Regions from separate parts of the Sus scrofa genome. Here region 1 is linked to region 2. A link is a contact called in public Hi-C data. All regions are on one chromosome and are shown on one strand. The core of a region is the stretch at or near the end of the contact, and the rest is flanking DNA. Distances in the headings are between cores, read along the strand shown.

Region 1 (3,521 bases), core at 206-2,705, 150 kb before region 2:
TTCAGACTGTCCCCCCACTTTGCGATTTCTCAGGGCGATGCTGCCTCAGGCTTTTCCCTTTTGTCTCTGGCAGGCTCAACCCCACCGTCCGGACCAGGCTGCTTTCTATCCCTGCTCCCGAGGCGGCCGCACCCGTTTCCTGGGAGGAAGGATGCATGGACAGGAACTTAGAGCTCACGGGTCACTTGGCCTGATTTTACTCCTGCCAGGGTCTTGGGTGTGCCCCGGGAGGCCAGCTCCTCCCCCACTTCTCCCCCTGGCCCAGAACCTGGCCTGGGTCCCCATCCTTCCTCCCGGGCTTGGGAAGGGTCAAGCCGGACTCCCTGCAGAGGCCAATGCCTGGAGCAGAAGAACCCTCGCTGGGCACTGAGGTGGGGGTGTCACCCTGCTTGGGCTCCTGCACCAGGAACGCCGAAGGAGGAGGGGAACTGGGCCATGGGGGCAGCTGTCCAGCGCTGCCCCAAGATTCCCGGCAAGTGTGTGGGGTGCCCAGAGTTTGGTCCCCTCCACCCCACCCCATGACTGAGCCAGTTTTAGAGAAGAGATCAGACTGACCCGGGGTCACCCTGCATGTTGGCGCTGAGAACCCAGGGCTCCTGACAGCTGAGTCAGGATGGGTATTATTTCAGGGCCGGTTTGGCTCTTTATGTCCTAGAGGCCCTCCCACTGTCAGGCCAGGCCAGCTGCAGCAATCTCTGCCCACCCCTCCCAGAGGGCGTGGCCCAGGAAGGAGTTCAAGGCAGGGTCAGTGGACCCTGCAGACTGCGTGGAGGCCCGCAGACACCCAGGGCCGGATCTGGCCACATCTCTTCCCCTGTTTCCCAGTTACTTAGGTCACATATTCCATCCCAGACGCCAGGATCTGCCCTCCGGGCAGCTGTGAGTGGCGGGCCTCCGCGTTACAAAACAGGGGAATCCCGGCCTTTGTGTGGAGTCGTCGTCGGGGGGGGGGGGGTGGCTTTCTGCCGGTCCCCGTCCCGGACACAGGATGGGAGGGGGCCCCGGGAGAGTCTCCGGGCCGTGTGCCTCCCGCTTCGAGTTATCCCGCGGGGGCCGCTTGGTGGACAGAGGGCGCGCGGGACGCCTCGGCCCAGTCGGTGCCCCGTCCAGGGTCTGTCCTGCGGTGCAGAGGCGCCCAGCGCGACGAGGACCACCTCCTGATCTCCTCCTGGAACGCAGGAGGGACGCAGAGACCACGACCTGGCCATCACCCCACGGGCGAGCTTGCGCGCCACGGGCGCACAGCTTCCCCAAAGTCCCGGAGCCCCTCGGACACAGTCTGCAGACCCCCGGCCGGGCGGCGCAGCGGCCCCCGCCCTCGGCGGCAACTTGCGCGAGCTGCGCCGGGGCAGGAAGTGGCGGGGGGCGGGGGCGGCGCCAGGCGCGCGCGCCGGCCCCGCCCCCCAGCCCGCCCCCACCCCGCCCGTGGCCGCGCCCCCGCGCCCCCCGCGCCCCGGAGCCGCCGAGCCGCGGAGTCCGAGCGCCAGGCGCTGAGCGCTGAACCCGAAGGCGGGGCGAACAAAGCGGCGGCGGCGAGGGCGGCCCAGGCCCCGGACGCGTGGAGCGAGCGACCCGCCGGGCCTTTGTCTCGGGCGGGGCAGAAGCTGCGGCGGCCGCGGGGCGCTCCGAGCGCAGAATGCGGCGCCCGGCGGGGCGGATTGCGGGGCGCTGCGGCGGCGGGCTGCGCGGAGCCCCGGCCGGGGCCCGGGGGGACTTGCGGCTGTGAGAGGGGGTCCGGCGCGCTGCCCGGCGCCCGCCCCGGGACCACACGTGGGCGGGAGCGGCGGCCCGCGAGGAACCGGAGGAGGAGGAGGAGGAGGAAGAGGAGGGGACCCGCGGCGGCGCAGCGGGGACCCGGGGCCGCCCGCGCGAAGCCCCGCCCCGGCCGCCGAGCCCCGCGCGGGCGGGCGGGATGCCCCGCGGCCACCGCACTTTGGCCGGAGCGCTGCTCTGAACGCGCCGGCCCAGCGAGCGGCGGGCGGGCGGGCGCCGCGGGCGCCATGGAGCAGTGGCGGCAGTGCGGCCGCTGGCTCATCGACTGTAAGGTCCTGCCGCCCAACCACCGGGTCGTGTGGCCCTCGGCGGTGGTCTTCGACCTGGCACAGGCGCTGCGCGACGGCGTCCTCCTGTGCCAGCTGCTTCACAACCTCTCCCCCGGCTCCATCGATCTCAAGGACATCAACTTCCGGCCGCAGATGTCCCAGGTGAGGGTTCGGGCGCTCCGGGAGGGGCCCTGGTGGGCGCGCCTCCGGCCCGGTCCCAGGAGCCTGGCCGGAGCGGGGGACTCGGGGACCTGGGCAGGCAGCCGGACGCCGAGCGGAGAGGGGGCGACCCCGGGGCCTCGGAGCCAGCCCTTTCGAGGGGCGATCCCCGGAGGCACGAAGTTGACCAAAGTCCCCTAAGCCTGGGGCGCGCATCCGCCGCCTGCGGGCACTGCCTGGGAGCGCCGGTGGCTGGGCCTGCGCCTCCCGGGGGTGAGGGGAACTCGAACCCCGGCGGGGCGCTCGCTCCTGCCGCCCCCTCTCCCGGGCGCCAGGACCCAGAGAGTGCCCCTCCGACAGCTGGGAGCCTGCCGCGCCAGGGGCCTCGTCGGGCGTGGCGTCCCCCGGCTTCGCGCCTGGTGGCTGGGCGCCCGGGAGGATGAACCCGCTGGCAGCTGGGCTTGGGCCACCGCGGGGAGCCTTGAGCCCTCGGGAACAAGGGAGTCGGTGGGCCGCCGGCGCCGCCCCCTCGCCGGCCCCCGCCTCCTCCTGAACCCCCGGAGCGCAGGCAGTACCGGGGTGGTGCACCTTGGTGGGAAGGAGCCCCTGGTGGCTTCCTGAGTACTCCGTAGTGTGGCCTTTGTCGCCGCCCAGGCACATGTGCCGGCGGGCAGGCAGGAAAATGTCTGCTTGGCCGGCGGGAGCTGCCTTTCTCGGCCCCTTAAAGGGAACTTGGCTGCTGCTTAAGCAGAACAGAGGCTCCTGTCCTGCCCTCCTGGGTGGCGCAACCCCACCCCAGCACATTTAAGGGGCCCTGGGTGCCCAATGGGGCCAAGGGGCCCCTCCCAGGTCTGGCCAGCCCTGGCGAGGAGCAGCCTTCTTGCTAGCCCCATAGCCCCTTCTTCTGTGACCCACAGCAAGTCCGAGTGGACAACGGCCATTCACAAATGTGACATCGGAAAACGGGCTGGGGAAGGAGGGCTGGAGTGAGTCAGAGCTTTTCCAGGCTGGGCTGCATGGCCTCTGCCCTTTGGCTGTGACCGCGTTTCCAAGGAGATGGGGACACCCTCCCCTCCAGGGAGGATGGGGGGTGGCCACTGACAAAGAAGAGTCCTGAGGGGGCAGGGGGCCACCCTCCCACTCGGTGGTGACAGCCCAGCACCACGGTGGACGGTCCAGGGAAGGCGCTCTGGTTGTGCCAGCCTGCCGTCTGATCCTCGGGTCCCCAGAGGCACTCTCAGTGCTAAGTAGTCCTCAGTCCTGAGGCCAAGTGGCTTGGCTGCAGGGTACTGTCACAGATCCAGTTCTTTCCTCTGCCCT
Region 2 (3,590 bases), core at 520-3,019:
CGTCAGCGCCCATCCGTCCCTGCAATGCCTGCACTGCCCATGGTGAACCAGGACCCAGAGCTCGGTGCGATTTTTGCACCTCAGGCTCACCCGCAGTGACATCCTCAGCGCAGCCGGCTGAGTCCTGACAGACTCCTGCACCTGTCCACACCCAAACCCCGTCCAGCCCGTTGCCATCACCCTAGAAGGTTCTCGAATGCCTCTGCAAGTTCATTTTCAAGCCCCACCTGGACCCTCCCTCAGCCGGGAGTCAGCGCCCCACCCCGGGTCTGCCGACGTGTCCAGGCAGCTCCAGGCTCTGAGTCCCAGCCCCTGACTCCCGGCCCGGCGGGGGCTCGGGCAACCTGGCGCCTGCCGTCCCTTCCCTCAGGTCAAACATCAGGCCTGACAAAGCCACCGCCAACCACCACAGCTTCCAGATGCACACGTTTGAAAAGACCACCAGCTGCACGGCCTGCAGGATGTTCCTCCGGTGAGCCCCCCGCCCGGGCCCCCCGGGAGCCTGGTGCTGCCTCCATCCTGCGTCCCCATCACCGCTGGCCCCCCGCCCCAGCCCCATGCGGTGCTGAGCCGCAGGGACCTGGGGCACTAGCTCATCCATGTGGGACTCAGCCGGGCCTCGGGTGCTTGGGGTCCAGCCGGGGGTGGGGGGGAGGTGATGGTCCCCGTGGGTGGCCGGGGCCTGTCCGAGGGGAGATCCAGCCCCAGGCTGCACATTGCTGGGGGGTCCTGGGGTGGGGGGGGGCTCAGGGCTTGAGGGGTGGATGCCCGACGGGGCAGGAGGCAAGGTGGATCTGGTGGTCACCTCACCTGCCATCCCCTCGCCTGGTGCAGGGGCACCTTCTACCAGGGTTACCTGTGCACCAAGTGTGGCGTCGGGGCGCACAAGGAGTGTCTGGAGGTGACCCCTCCCTGCAAGATCAGTGAGTACCGCCCCTGCCCTGCCCATGCGACGGGAGACCCTGCCACGCACCCCAAGCCCAGGGTCCCATCCCTCACGGCTGCTGGCCTGGCCGTGTTCCCACGTTCTCCTTTCCTGCCGTGGTGACCCCCCAAGGCAGGGACCAGATGCGGAAACAGGCTCAGAGAGAGGAAGACGCCTGCCCTGGGTCACACAGCATCAAAAGGCCCAGCCGGAGAGCAGGGTTCCGCTGCAAAGCCCTTCTCCTAACTGACAGGCTTTTTTCTGCCTCTTCTGCACCCCTGCCCAGTCCAGTTGTAAGCCTCTAGAAACCTCCACACAAGGGCACAGAACATTCTTGCCACTTGCATGGAGGTTTCCAGTCGTGGAGAAACACCTTGCCCCCGGGTTCTCCTGCCCCCGGAGGGGTGTGGCCCTCTTCTCCTACGGCTGTGCTTGTAGGTGGTTCACACACAGGCACGGCACTGGCCGTGCTCCCCTCCGCCTGGAGCCCATTTGTCAGATGGGGCAGCCTGAGGCCGGGAAGGGGAAGGGACGTGAGCCCGCCTGGCCGGCACCCAGACTGCTGAGGCGCCTCTGGGTCATCCTGGTTTGGGGGATGAGCTGGTGCGCCAGAGCGGCTGGACCAGCAGCCAAAAAGCCTGAGATGGTTCTGGAAGGTTTCAGAGCTACCACAGTCAGGGGCTGGCTGGGCCCTGGATCTGGTGGGGAAGGGGCCCCATGGATTCATCCCGAAGGCACCAGCCCGTCAAGGGTCAGCACCGCTGGCCGTGCTGTCCGTGGAGCCAAATGCCCTCGTGTCCCCGTGAGATGGCACTTTGATACTGCCGCCCAGCCTCAGGGAAACTGAGCTCAGAGAGCGGTGAACAGGCTCCAGGGAGTCGGGAAAGCGTGCCAGGCGCTTGTCCTCAGGACACCTCTGCCTGGAGCAGATTTTGTCGTTCCTTGTTTACTGTGACTGCTGACCCCATGCCCTGATCCAGGAGGAGGTCTGCCGGGTCGGCCCAGGTCCCCTGGTGCCCACCACAGGCCCCAGGCAGCCCCTCTGGCCCAGGGGAGATCCAGCAGCCCCCCGGGTCCCCTCCAGGCTAGAGGAGGCGGTGCCCCTCCGAAGGCGGCCGTTCGGCTTTGCCCGCGGACACCGCCTTCTTGTGGCCACATGTCCTTTGCACGCAACGACTCAATGGTTCGCTTCTCCTGGAGTGTTTTCCCTGGTCTTAAAGGTAACAGGCATATTTATCCAAAAGTTAGAGAAAAGAAAGAGAAGAAATAAAGACGAAAGTAATTCTCTCTCAGGAACCTATGATGAAATAACCAAAGGTGACATTTTGGTATATTTCCTGCCAAGTTTTCTTACTTTTAGATACTCTTTTGGGTTCCCACCCCCCTCCCAATTACGAAACACTCGTTTCCCATGGAAATTAGAGAAAAAGGAAGGAAGGAGATTAACAGCGTCTCACCATCTCACCGGCAAAAACAGCCACAGTTACTGTCACGTGCTTTCTGCTTTTTTTGCACACGCGTGCACGCGCGCACACACACGTGCCCGTCCCCCACCTCTCTCTCTCTTTTAAAAATTTTTTGGCTGCATCAGCAGCATGTGGCAGTTCCCAGGCCAGGGATCGAATCTGAGACACAGCTGTGGCAACCCCGGATCCTGAACCCACTGCTCCAGGCTGGGGAGCCAACCCGTCCGTGCCTCAGCAGTGACCCAGACCACTGCAGAGACCACGCCAGCTCCTTAACCCCACTCGCCACCGCGGGAGCTCCTCCCTCATCTCGTTTTATGTTTGTTTTTTTCTCACGATGTATGTACTTGGGCCCTGACCAGATAGGCGGTCGCATATCTTTCACGAGCCGGGGTTATCGGCATCCCTGTGCATCGAGAGCCCCTGGTGGCACCTGGGTTATGGGTTTTTTCGGTTTTTCTTTTTTTGCTCTTTAGGACTGCACCCACAGCATATGGAGGTTCCCAGGCTAGGGGTCCAATTGAAGCTGTAGCTGCCGGTCTACACCACAGCCACAGCAATGCCAGATCCCAGCTGCGTCTACGACCTACACCAGAGCTCACGGCAACGCCGGATCCTCAACCCACTGAGCGAGGCTAGGGATCGAACCCACAGTCTCATGGTTCCCAGTTGGATTCATTTCCACTGCTCCACGACAAGAGCTCCAGCACCTGATTTTATTTCAAGGAGCCCGTGGTCCCTTTCTTGTTCCTCTGCCGGGACTCGCCCTGCCCCAGCCACTCCAGCCACTTCTCTCGGCAGATTCCAAGCTGCCTCCTCTCTGACCCTCGCTCTTGTCTTCATTCTGGGCTCAGTCTCCACTCCTTGGCCTCATCAGCATCACCTCTGCCCTGTGCTGAGGACCCGTGCCAGGGCAGGTTTAACTGTTAGCTGCCAGGATGCCCCAGGGAGATGCCAGCTGCTCCCGGAGCAGCACCCCGCCCCTCAAGGAGCCCCCATCAGGGCCGAGCCTCGCGGCTGCGTTCCCCATGAGGACAGCTGTTTGCCCTCACCACCCCTGACACTGTGACCTTGCTTCTGCGGGATCTGTGGGACCTTATGTCCGCCCAGAACAGTCTGCGACTGTGAGTGCCAGATGGTGTTGAAGTCACATCAGCCGCACCTTAGCCATTGAGGGGGTGGCCTGGCAGCCCAGCTTG

Evidence for each region. A called contact is a pair of places that touch in the nucleus more often than the background predicts.
Region 1: a Hi-C map of skeletal muscle shows a contact between it and region 2, with 6 times the contacts expected there. The contact joins the promoter of VAV2 here to the enhancer-like site in region 2. A contact is called at or near these places in 4 of 5 promoter capture datasets (fetal liver, fetal skeletal muscle, liver and 1 more), 23 of 47 Hi-C or Micro-C datasets (adipose tissue, alveolar macrophages, brain and 14 more) and 1 of 2 datasets of contacts at active chromatin or transcription factors (skeletal muscle).

The regions. Positions count from the first base shown.
Region 1 is chr1:273,474,184-273,477,704 of Sscrofa11.1, reverse strand. It overlaps VAV2 (guanine nucleotide exchange factor VAV2), which reads left to right and starts at 1,455. Exons shown (of 28, transcript XM_013987084.2): 1 at 1,455-2,204. The coding sequence starts at 2,001.
Region 2 is chr1:273,322,335-273,325,924 of Sscrofa11.1, reverse strand. VAV2 (guanine nucleotide exchange factor VAV2) reads left to right here. Exons shown (of 28, transcript XM_013987084.2): 16 at 371-472; 17 at 835-923. Among named protein-coding and RNA genes, the nearest start is that of SARDH, 30 kb to the right of the region's middle. Within about 2 kb of position 1,769, at least 3 of the 83 cell types and tissues checked have an H3K27ac peak or open chromatin away from gene starts, as enhancers often do. A contact at or near this core is called in liver and skeletal muscle, where this site is marked.